3 separate regions of the Zea mays genome follow, and all the other regions are linked to region 1. A link is a contact called in public Hi-C data. All regions are on one chromosome and are shown on one strand. The core of a region is the stretch at or near the end of the contact, and the rest is flanking DNA. Distances in the headings are between cores, read along the strand shown.

What was found. A called contact is a pair of places that touch in the nucleus more often than the background predicts.
Region 2: a Hi-C map of leaf shows a contact between it and region 1, with 2.0 times the contacts expected there. The contact joins the promoter of LOC103634474 here to the promoter of LOC100272342 in region 1. A contact is called at or near these places in 4 of 25 Hi-C or Micro-C datasets (ear, leaf and root tip).
Region 3: a contact with region 1 is called in a Hi-C map of leaf, with 4 times the contacts expected there. The contact joins the promoter of LOC100283990 here to the promoter of LOC100272342 in region 1. A contact is called at or near these places in 5 of 25 Hi-C or Micro-C datasets (ear, endosperm, leaf and 1 more).

What each region holds. Positions count from the first base shown.
Region 1 is chr1:41,857,963-41,862,109 of Zm-B73-REFERENCE-NAM-5.0, forward strand. It overlaps LOC100272342, which reads right to left and starts at 1,791. Exons shown (of 9, transcript NM_001146825.1): 1 at 1,376-1,791; 2 at 1,218-1,272; 3 at 961-1,076; 4 at 783-871; 5 at 519-686; 6 at 308-385; 7 at 175-240; 8 at 1-4. The coding sequence starts at 1,421.
Region 2 is chr1:42,028,852-42,032,998 of Zm-B73-REFERENCE-NAM-5.0, forward strand. It overlaps LOC103634474 (photosynthetic NDH subunit of lumenal location 1, chloroplastic), which reads left to right and starts at 2,027. Exons shown (of 8, transcript XM_020546054.3): 1 at 2,027-2,269; 2 at 2,373-2,469; 3 at 2,566-2,652; 4 at 2,776-2,849; 5 at 2,938-3,060; 6 at 3,254-3,325; 7 at 3,463-3,559; 8 at 3,660-4,066. The coding sequence starts at 2,228. The coding sequence ends at 3,769. LOC103644583 (ABC transporter B family member 20) reads right to left here. Exons shown (of 11, transcript XM_020546042.2): 11 at 3,947-4,147. It also overlaps a transcript of LOC103634473 not described here.
Region 3 is chr1:41,703,297-41,707,443 of Zm-B73-REFERENCE-NAM-5.0, forward strand. LOC100283990 (RNA binding protein) reads right to left here and starts at 2,234. Exons shown (of 3, transcript NM_001156888.2): 1 at 1,983-2,234; 2 at 1,476-1,544; 3 at 958-1,378. The coding sequence starts at 2,178. The coding sequence ends at 1,143.

The DNA.
Region 1 (4,147 bases), core at 541-3,040:
AGAACTGAGTTCAGGGTAGGAGGCCGTCAGAATCTGCAGAGAGGAAAAATGGATAGCGAAACGAGGAGGACGGAGAGAAACCGTGACTTGCTGCAAATCTGTTGCTCCTCGTGCCCGAGCGTCCGTCGCATGACCATTCTGAGTAAGTAAGAGGACGATGCGCCATCTGCTCACCTGGATCTGCTCGTGGAGGTGCTTGATGCAGGTGGCTGCCTCGTGGAGCACTGATGCCGTATCCGTCTGCACACGCCACATGCCAGGTCACAAGTAGGGGTACAGGACATGAGCGGCAAGTCCAAGAGCTTACCTTGCCATAAGGGGAGACTAGCTGCTGAAGCGCCGTGATCTTGTCCCCCAGCTTCTGGCTCCTCTTACATGGTGGTGCCTGCACAAAGCAATAACAAAAAAGAAAGAAAAAACATTCAGAATCCAGAACGTCCAGGTGATGTTGATGTCCATGACTAGGCAGGCAGGCAGGTATCAAGTATCAACAAATAAACACAAACCGCCTTGGTTACCTTGATAGACTGACTTGTTGTTGGTTTCGGACTGCACCGCTGGCCGTGGTGCTGTGGACCTTGTGCTGTGGCTGGCGTCTTTGTCTTGAGCCTCTTCGATCCCCTGAGACGGCTTCCCCCGCCACCGGTCGCCGTCTCCCCCGCTGCCGTCCATTTCATCGAGTAGTGCTGACATGACAGAAACAGGCATGCATAAGTTTCAATATATAGAATAGAACCATCAGCATGCATTATACTAGCTATAGAAGGTTTCGAGAAGATTACGGCAGCGGTATCAGCAGCTGGCTGGGTGAAGCTGAGCTGCGAGAACGCGGGCCGGGCCTCGGTGCTGTAGATTGGATTCGCGCCTATTCCTGGCTCACTCATGCACAGTCAGTGTGAGACGACGTCGTTGAACGAACACATCAACACGCACAAACAAAAGATACAGAGAGGAAAGTACCTAGGCAGTTCTCTGAAGAACCGTGAATAGCAAAAAGCGTCTGCGCCTGAAGACCGTGAAGCGGCGGCGGCGGCGACAGGTCCAGAGAATCGAACCGGCCATACTCCGCCGCTAGTCTGCTCACAGCGCAGAAACAAATTCCAGTTACTTGGGAGTGACACACGACGAGAATGTCCAGGAAGAACACCCAAAACTCCCGAACGAAACCAGTGCACTGCAGCGACGACATGGAAGGGAGGTACAAGTATAGAACTCACATCCTGTCCAGGCCCACAGCTCCTGCCGGTGAACTAGAGCTCTCGCACCTGGCTGCTGCGCGCACCGAAGAGAAGCCACGATCGATCGATGAATATGTATTCCAGACGGAAACGCGACGAGGAGCTGAGGATCGTGGGACGGTATTAGGAGAACGTACCGTAGTCGTCGCCGTACTGCAGCAGGAGCGACGAGCAGTTCCACATTGTGCACCGACGTCGATCGGCAGCGCGGGTCCTGCAGGCGGGCGGCGCGGCGGCCGGGAACGCATGCACGATGGTGCAGCTAGCTAGCGGAGACGAGCGGAGAGGAAGGGAGAAGCGAGCCCAGCAGAGCGTCGGCTTAAATACAAAGGGCTGGCTAGCAGAGCAGTACGACGACGTGCGCGCCGCCGTGATGATGATGATTGATGGTTGATGATGAGCTGCGATCAATGCGTGGTCTGCTTGGGCTTTTCGTCTGCTGCCGTTTCCACTCGGACGCCGCTCTGCCAATATTAGTGGATGGATGTGCGGATGGGCAGGCAGAGAAGAGAAGAGAAGAGGAGCACGCCGGGGCAACGGAAAAGGAGGAGCCCGAACCCAGTGGAGTCCTTTGCCGGCTCGGTAGATAGAGAAAGAGAAAGAGAAGGCAGGGGGATTCATTAGTACAGTAGCCCCCCCAATAACCATAAATACCCATGCTCTAATAAATAAATAAAACAGAAACTCTAGCTAGCGCTGATGATCCTGCCGTTTCAGGCTTTTGTTTTCCTCTCCCTGTCCAACTCAGCAAACCCCTTTGACTTCTTACACGATGATGAACGTACTTACTCATCATCAGCCATCACTAATCCCGCGTGCTAACTAACCACGAATGTGATTCGCTGCTGCCACTCCAACTCTCAAACGTACTCCTGGTATCCTATTCGACAGCCGACTGCCGGGCACCTCGTTGTAAAAGATTGGAGTGGCAGATTAGATTGTGGCATAGGCTCTTGTCTCGCTCTGTCGCTTGCTCTCCCGTGCTGACGAGTGTCACGGCGTAGGGTTTGAACCCGGTTGACCAGTGTTGGAGCTCGGACAAAAAGAGTTTTTTTTTTTTTGCCGTCCTCTCGCCAGAGATCGGATCGAGCAGCCAGCCAGGTTAGGAGGCCGGCCAATTGTTTATCGGGACGCGTCGCATCAGCGCTGCTCCTGCTCGATCCACCTCCGTCCGGCCGCGCTTTGTTTCCTCAAACGTCACAGATCTAAAATCTATGGGAGGAAATTTTTGTTTTCCTCAAACGTCACCAACTATATATAGGGAAAAAAATAGTAGAGCTGTCTACTTGGATCACTAACAGATTGGAGAGGGTTAGAGGAGAGCTGGCGTGGGCGCGTGGCAGAGTTCTCCCATGCATACTGATACGGCCAGAGCATAGTATAGATCACTTTAGCTTTGTCGCTTGCTTTATCCAGAGTCAAGCTTGGTAAATTTGGCTTGCCTTTACGGCCAAGGAAGAACCGTATTTGATGTCTAAAGATCGCCCAGGAATGCGTGTTACTTTCTACAAAATGAGTAAGTACTTTATGCAGATTCTGTTGGGACTCGAACCGCCGCGTATTATCCAAAAACCGAGAAGATTGTCAGACGAGGAACTTCCTACCCTCCGAATTCAGAAAGGCAAGGTCAGATCAGATGCACTTCCTCGTCCAGATTTCCGATCCAGAGTTTCCAGTATAAAAATGGCGTGTAGGAAGACCGAAGACATCAGGCTGCTCTCAAGTCGGAGCCGCAAGATTCTTCACGACATATATTGATATCTGCATATAATTAATATAAGCTCACGAAAACAGGGGGGCAGCTTGCAAAATGACCAGAGGAAAGGTAAAAAGGTGCCTGCCATTTGAATACAGGAACCGAATACGCTGCTAAAAATACACTACCAAAAGACTGTCAAAGGATATCTGTTCCATATATGAAACCCCCTGTTTACGTGTATCCAGTATTTAAAAAACTGTTTTATAGACCAAACATATCAATTTATAAAAACTAGATTAACCAAGAAGCGGACTTCTCCTATGGAAAAGATAAAAACTTCTTAAAACTAGGTAAGGACCTCAACACAGCAAACCTTGGTCACGGCCGCGCCTGCCGTCCCTAGCTCTCTGCCATCTGTAATACTACTACTATTCACACCTGCCGCCGACGAGTCTCACAAGTCAGTCAGAAGTTCAGAACCTGTCGCTCCTCGCAGCTGCAGCAGCCTTCTGCACACCAGGAAGCGACTGTTTCATCTCGCAAAGTCATGGCAGTAGCAGCCAAGGGCAGCAGCACGAGATTAAGAATGCAAGGACAACTCTGACCCGGTGCTGTGGCAGCACCAATAGTTTCTCTCTTCAAACCGGCAATGATGCCGCGCTTGCTGCCTGCGAGTGATCGGATAGGAGATGCATGACCCACATTGACCGTGACGACACTATTCTATCAACCCGTTCAGGCTTAAACTAGTGGCTAACTCTAGTTTATGCAGGTAAGGTGTGAGCAGAAAACGGCAAATGAAGCCCATGACATGATCCGAATCATGGATCTTTCGCCCGGAAAGCTTACATTTGGATGCTACTGGTCCACTACAAGAATCCAGAATCATCAATGTGTCAGGTAAATCCATACTCAATTCAACAGGAGCACACTTGGTCACGCTTCGATGCAACAGGTCCCCCCCTCAAGAAAATGACAGGGACTTCATCTTGCCTTTCGCTGGTCAATGACACACTTATATCGGCTTTACATGGAAGCAGACTAACATCTAAAATCTGTACATCTCATAACTCACCTGTTTACAAGGTGACAGGAAAAAAAAACAAACGCTAGCAGGTATATGACATCTTAAAGAGATGCAGATTAGAAGGCAACCTTGGTCAATGGCAATGCTAATCATGCAAACTAGTTCAATTAACCTCACATCAAA
Region 2 (4,147 bases), core at 777-3,276, 170 kb after region 1:
CTGTTACTTCTGTAACGTGCTTTCCATTTTTTTCCTAACGCAAAATGTTGCAGTACTGAGCCCTTCCGTTTGTTCGTGCTATCTGGGCAGGAGATCACATGAGGAAAGCACAGCACAGAGAATAGAGTGATACGCAGAACGGCTCATAAATCATTTTGGGAAAGAGAAAGGTGAGAGGTAAGGATATGTGATGCAGAACAACACAGAGGAGCAGGGCCTTCTGAGGGAAGATCACGTTTCATCGACCAGCGATGCAGAGGTATGTTCCTCCCTTCCCTTCCCTTGTTCCAGCATTTTCCCTACTTTTCTCTTGAAGAAAAAAGAAACTGTCTTCTGTGCACTCTGTTCTTCACAATCTTGTTATGAACTCGCTAGAGATGCAACCTAGTGACCTACTATATATAATAATATTGTACATTGCTTGGCAATTGGCATCAGTATTTCGGGTATAATATTGTATCTTTTGTAGTGATTTACGTATAATTTATCTAGCTAGATCAATGGATGGATCTTGGAAGACTGCGAGCTTTTTCAGTGGTATATGTTTACCATGTTGTCGAGATTTCGTACGCATTTTGGGTTCTAAGGAGCGTATGAATTTGACAACGTTTGCATTGCAATTCCATTAGCGCAGAGTTCGTACTACTAAATCAAATAGCTTTGCCCTTGCTCGTTCTGCTGGCAGGAGCGCAGAGTTCTGGAGGAGCAACTTGGCTGGGCCAGACTGGAGCGGCAAAAGATCCTCGCTTTGTCTGCGGAGGCTGACGATGCAATCTGGCATCTGGCCACGCTCGCACGGAGGAGGATGCAAGAAAGGGACGAGGCCAGGAACCAGGCGAGGATGCTGCTCGCGGACCTCCAGGCAAGGAACGCCCGGATGAAGGCGGCGGTTCCCGGAGCATCGTGCTCCAGAGTCGCGCGGCCTGACGCGTTCGCCGCCACCGGCTACGAGCACATCCAGGCCCAGGCCCAGGCCCAGGCCCAGGCACTCGCTCCTGCCGCGTTCGGGCCGCGGGGGCAGCGTGCCCGTGCGGGAACTGGCTACTACTGCGTTGCGTCGTCCAGCGGCTTCGGCCACAGGAGCATCGACTCGTCTCTGGACACCTGCGCCGTTCAGCCGTCGCTGCTTGGCTTCGCTTCCTCGAGCTCGAGCCAGGAGCATTTCGACCCTGACATGTTCTTGGTGGACGTCGCAGAATCGCCGCAGGATGTCGTTCCGGTTCCGGCCACCGCAGACTCAAGCCAGGGGAGAAGCTCCGGCTCCGGCTCCGGCACTTATGGTCATAGTTTGGCGAGCAAAAGGCCTTGCAGTGAAAGGAAGTAATAAATCATCAGCTCAAGCTGCAGCACGTCCTGCCACGGGCCATGGCCATGCTGCCTAAATCCTAGGCCGGTGCCATGTTAGTGCTTGCTCGGTAAAACTTATAAGATTATTGATGTGTTGTGGATTTGAATGGCGCCTAGTGTCTTTTACTGTGTTTGGTTTAAGGTCAACATGGGATGAGGCGCCCCTCGATTTTTTAGCATCACGCCGCCACCAAAAACTACTCTGGTGTTTACCTCGTTCGTACGTGACTCTCATTCAAACACTATTGAAACTATTTAATTAACTATCAATTAACTAAGGAAAAATCAACCAATTAGTTAAGAAAGGAAACTAACAAACAACTATCAATTAGTTAAAAAAGGGAACTAATTGATCAACTATCAATTAGCTAAGAAAAAACTAATAAATCAACTAAGGAAAAAAACAAATAAACCTAGCTGCATTATGCAACAGGCTTACTAGCATTGAATAATTGTGGCCGTTGTTGTATATCGCTTATCATGGTGTCATGAAATTATGTAACCTGGAAATTTTGTTTTTTTGGCATAAAAATCACTGTATTCAGAACAGTTCGTCTTGGGTCATCAACGACCTACCCACCAGAAGGGCTGTTTGCCTGTTGAGAGGGACGCCCATTTTTGTCAGCCAGTGCTCTGTCCAAGACAAAGAAGCAAGAGTGCTGAAATGAGAGGATAATGAGCATGCTGACTTGGCTGCCTTGGCTTCCACCCACACACTCGATAGGGGAAAAGCGAGCCCTTCCACGGTTCCACCACCCACTCGATAGTGGAAAAGTGAGCTCGAGCGTGTCCAGCAGCTATGGATAACTGACGATGGGGGTAACAAGCTTCACAGAACTCTCCCTCGAGCTCAGCGCTACCCTGAACAACTGAAGCCGAAATGGCGAGCCTGCAGAACCTGGTCTGCTCCGTATCCAAACAAGTACGTGCTCAAGCCCCTTCCTCACTGTTTTTTTCTGGAATTCATTTACTTTCCCTGCAGTTCTGAGGAGTAATAACAGCTTGAACCCGTTGCTTGTTTCCAGCTGGCTGTGCCAAATTGCGCGGCGACTACCAAACTGAACAGGGCTCCTCCCTCAGCTGTGGCGGCGAGCTCGATCCAAGGATCTTTGGACGACACCAGTAACCCCCCCTTTTGTTGTTGTTGTTGTTTTTTTTCCGTTCATGCATCTAGTGGTCGACAGAATCCTGGTTCATAACATCTCTCCGCTTGTATAGAGGTCACGAAGAGACGGCTAGCTTTGCTTGGTGCTGGAGCGTTAGCCACTGGCCTACTGAGGACAAGCTCTGCTGCGTTCGCTGAAGGTAACGATCATCCCTATATAGATGGCCTGGCATTGTATCTATCAGGATCGGACTAGGACGGTGTCCTCGAGCAGCGTTTTTTTTGCGTTTCTTACCTGTTTGACACTGATCGGAGCTGTTCAGAGGTGCCGAAGAATTACAAGTCGTACGTGGACGCGAAAGACGGGTACTCGTACCTTTATCCAGCTGAATGGAGGGTAGGTTGGCGCCATGCGATCGATTCTTGAACAGTTAAGAACTGTAGGGTGATTTTCATGGTGCCTTCGTTCCCTTGTCCCTGGATAGGATTTCGACTTCTTGGGTCATGATTCTGCGTTCAAAGACCGCAACCTGGCCCTTCAGTGTGTTCGTGTGGGGTTCATTCCTACCGAGAAAACAGACATCCGCGACCTAGGACCGATGGATGAGGTGGGGGTTTTGTTTCCTTCTTTCGACTATGTATTCTTCTTCTTTTTTATGGAAAAACTATGTGTTCTTCACTTTGATTAGGCACAAAAGATAAAACACATACTCTCTCCTCCGTTTAAATTATATACGTTTTAGCTCTGATAATCACTTTTGCTGATGTGATGAATATGTTTTTTTTTCCACATTACACCAGGCCATCTTCAACCTGGTAAACAACGTCTACGCTGCCCCGAACCAAATACCGTCGATCTACGACATGCAAGAGGTCTGTCATCTGTTCATCGCTTTATGCATGCAATTATCATTTGTTTGGAGTTGCCAAATCTAGTTGGATAACTCTGAGCAAAAAAATAAAAAAAATGGTGCTAGTGAAATAAGCGGCCTATCCTACTATTTTTGCAGCGCACCGTGGACGGCAAGAACTACTGGACGTTTGAGTACGATCTGGAGGCTCCGGGCTACGGCGTTTCTGCGTTTGCGACGGTCGCCATTGGAAACGGTATGATACCTATGAACGGGAAACGTTCATGTGTTTCGCTTCGCGTTGAAATAGAGAGAGATGAAACTCTGTTTGTTTGTTTGTTTTTTGCTCTAACTAGGTCGGTACTACACGCTGATCGTGACCGCGAACGAGCGCCGGTGGAGCAGGCTGCGGAACAGGCTCAAAGTCGTCGCGGACTCCTTCAAGATCTCGGACCTGACGGCGTGATCGCTTGCTTCTGTGACGGCCTCATGAGCATGGTGCGGCAACTTGTTTAGCGAAAGATGGGGGGGGGGGGGGGGGGGGGGGGGGGGGGAATGTGGTTGCATTGCTGTCGGTTCGTGGCTCCCAAAATTACACGCTCCGTGAACATGTCGGTGCAACACTAATATTACAGAGGCGAGAGACACCACAAGCACGAGCCTCTGAAAGAATGTTTCAGCTCATATATTACAACAATTACAATGCCCTCCAAACTTGCTAACTATTTCCAGAATTACTTGGATCTGCAAGCTATTTTTTTTATTTTTTTGTCAAGAAGACCAGGTCGGCTTACTCGGAACAGCAACAGGGCGGCAACTCCCAGCATTTTTCATGTGCCGAAAA
Region 3 (4,147 bases), core at 984-3,483, 150 kb before region 1:
ACAAGTCTTTAATTCACTTTTAACCGAACAAGTTTTAAGGCGGTTGGACACCTATATATCTTTCCGCCGTGCCCCGTTACACGCACACTCCCACCATAAATCCAGAGTAATACTAAACAACACTCGTTATTTGAAGGTTGACTCAAATTTTGGCATGTTTCATTATCTGTTGCTTGATGTTTCATACTATTGTTTTTTTATGTTTCGTAAGATGCACACTATTGTTGTTTGATTCCGTGTAATTCACTTGTCGATCCGCTATCGTGCAGTTATTTCATTTTCTCACCCGTTTAGTGCTAACCGTTCGAGGTGAATGTAATACATTAAAAATCCATATGATAGCAGCCTTCAAAACACACTCAAATGATATGATGCATAAACAGACTCTAAATCCATTATGATCCATTTTTATGCCTGGTCGTTTACTATGGGCACGAAGTTTGCAGTTAGTAACGTTTCTACGTCTATATGCATCAACTGATGTACTGTTTGGAAGCACCCAATTTTTAAAATACTGGTTTATAGAAATTAAAGTGATTTCAAACATATCCGTTTATGACTAAGTTTATAGAAATTAGATTCTCAGTTTCTTAAAAACCAAGAAACTAGCTTCACCTAGCTAAAAAAAAATTGGATTGTCTCGACGTTGTGCCATCACACGCCAACCAATTATCTGAAGTGTCTCATATGTTGTTCTGGTCTGGAATATATCGGCCAAATCTGTGGGGTAGCGTCTCATAAATTGCAAAAGACCGGTAACAGGACGACGGGCAACCATGCGAAGAGAGTTAGAAATAGCATAATCAACTTTGCAGTGCACCGGTCATCATGCGCTATCTCCGAATGAAAAAAAAACAACGAGGCCAAACATAGCAGAGCTGTGTCCCAGCTATCTGCATTGCCCGGCCATGCCATGCCAAAGTGAACTCTCGGTTCGGCTGCCCACCATCCAATAAATGGCGAATCTAACCAAAAATATTATCGGGTAGCAAGGTCAGGTTTGCTACATGATACAAATTTTCTTGAACTTTAACTGTGTTTTTCTAAAGAATTTATAAATTTTATCCGGGTGACTAACACCCCTAGATCCACCCCTGCAATCCAAGTTTTGTGCCGTGAAATATCGCGACAGATCAATGAGCCTAGCCGCACCATCCTACAGTCTTGTTCGTCGTGAAGCCAGCATGCGATGAACCAGTGTCCTGCTGAGGAGCGGGCTTTGGCTGCCTTGGCTTGGCAGGGTCAACGAAGATGACCCATCCATCCAGGAACTTGGCGTTCATCTCCTGCCGCGCTCTCTCGGCCTCTTCTATGGTGGCATATCTCACGAAACCGAAACCCTTTGACCTCCCAGAAACTCTATCCGTCACCACTTTTGCTGCACACAGTAACACAAAAGCACACTACAATTAAGAGTGAGGAACAGGATGAACAGAGGCCTGAACATAACTACTCGAAGAAAGCTTCCCGTGTACCTTCAAGGAGCCTCCCGAAAGGAGCAAATGCACCCTGGAGCTTCTCATCTGTCGTTAACCTTGAAAGGCCTGCGCCCAAGTTAATGTAAATCAGGACCCTCAAAGCAGTTTATTTTTATGGAAAACCTACAGGTGAAAATGAACTGGGAGCTGCTTCTTACTGAGAGAAGTGTTTATTACTGAGCATAGCGGCAAACTACAACCGATGGACATGGAACACGGCCATTTTTATGCACTGGTAAAAAGAAAATCAAGCAAAACGCACAGGTGCAATAGGATTTGACGGCACAAGAGCTGCAGGATGGGATGCAAACTAGGAGTCTGTAACAGGTTTAAATGCTGTGCTTCATCGATAAAGCTTACTGGTTATCCCTAGTTCCCCAAATGGATTGCTCACAAACATAGCATTAAGGTATCCAAGTGCCCGCAGCTTTAAATTCACGCACACACCTGTTTTGTATTAGTGCGACGAGTTTGGTGGGACGGGGCGAAGCGGAGAGACGTTACCACTGACGAAGAGGTTGGGCGTGGTGAGCGGTGGCACGTTGGCGACCTCGGTGGCGTCGCCGAATATGGAGGACGGAGAAGACGAGCCGAAGCCGGCGGAGGAGCAAAAGGTAGCGCGCAGTACGGAGGAGGAGGCTGGAATAGAGCTGCAGAAGAGGCGTCGAAGCAGCGCCGGGGCGGCGGCGGAGGCGGCCATGGCCGTCGCCTGCAGCTAGAACCCTACCCGCCTCTGGTTTCGGGCTTTCGGCTTTTGGGTCGCGGGCGGGCGGAGGTTCGGCTACATACTTTCTCTGGCTTGCCTCTTTAGGACTTTAGGTTGATAAAAAATAAACAATTTTAGTTTTAATTTAATATAAAAAATCACAGTGAAGTATGTGACGATATGTATATGCATATGTGTATCACTACTCACATAAATAATAAATAATAGTAAAATATGTATAACTACAAAGAACGGATTGTACCCTACGGAGGGATCGATGCTGAAGGTATCAGTGACTCCATTCACACGAGACATCTTGTGTGTATGTTTAGTCGTATGCAGTCGATGCAGTCAGATGCACGTAGTGCAGTCCCTCGAACGGTGCCAGCGCTGAGGAAGTTGACCAGTGATGATTGAGCGGACGAAGCGAGCAGTCGCGAGTACGCTCCCCAAAAATATGATCGCCTGCACACCCGTGCAAGTGTCGCTCTGCAGACGACGATTTCGGAGGCATGCTCTTCCACACTCTGTGCTCGCAGAAGGTGGGACGGGAATGACTGTGTGCAATGCGTCTGAGACTGTTCATTGTGCTGTCATCACCAGAAGCAGCCCCACCTCCGTATATATATACACGCGTAGAGGGAGGCCAACAGACAGTAACGGTCGCCATCAGAGCTACCGTTACAGCCAGCCAGAAACTGACGCCATCAGTGACGTCCGTTACTAGCTGACAACCATTACAATCCATCAGTTACTAGCCATAACACAGGAAACAGCCAGTAACGGACGACCGTAATGGACGGTCATCACTCTAGACAAAATGTGCAACCGTTAGAAAGGAATATTCGGACCAAGGTCCGATATACATATACCACACCCACGGCCACGACCATGGCCCGGCCGGCGGCGCGCACGTGTGGCAGTCCTTCATCCTTTTCTCACCTTCTCAATAGATGCACTAATGGTCCACCTATTAAGTTGATTGAATTGTCGCTTGAACTTCCGGTATGGTACTAAAGTACTAGTACACCGTAGCATTAAAGTGAGCCTTTAGCATTGACTATTATTGAATATTAATATGGACCAGGCCCACATTAATTAAACAATCCCCACCAAATTCCAACTCACACTAAAATGATGTCATCATCTCAAACGTTTGATATACTGGTGTTTCGATGGAGATTGTTAAGTTGAACATTTACCTAGAATCTAGACTACACTTGACCACAACTGCACAATGGACTAGACCTTGAATTGACAGTTTTGCGTGGAATAAGTTTCATCTAAACTCTTTACCAGTACTAGATTGTTGAGCGCATCCCCTCTGGTTGGAGCATATAAGTCAAACTCCGTAGCATTTCATGGGTATCTAGAGACCAACCAGATCTCATAAACTGTGACTAGCAGTTAACCCATATAGGTATGTTCCTCTAAATATGTTCTGTAGGACAACATCATTGCTTCACAAAGCCACTTGGAACATATTAAGGTGTAAACACCAACCTACCTTACACTAAGGAAAGATGTGCATCTTTTGCAATCAGAGGGCTCCTCTTGCTGTTAAGAGGGTTTTGATCAAAAAGACAAGTTTAAAACATAATACTTTTTGAAATACACAAGTGGTGGTTGATCCAGTTGCTTTGGCCTTAATTTCTCCCCTTTAGCATTAAGCACCAAAATGGAAAACTAGTAGCCTTAAACCTCATTGCCTCACCAAAAATTGTGAATTTAAGAGCAAGAAGGCAATGAACACCAAGGGCAACTTGAACAAGGTAATTTAAGAGCAAGAAGGCAATGAACACCAAGGGCAACTTGAACAAGGTACATTGATACCGTTATGGATAACCATTATGCAGTGGAAGCCTTTTCCCTTGTCCAAGTCCACCATTCCTTTTCAATCTATCTTTGAGACCACAACAAAATCACTTAAGCAAACATATTAGTCTCAAAGGGTCAAGTTGTA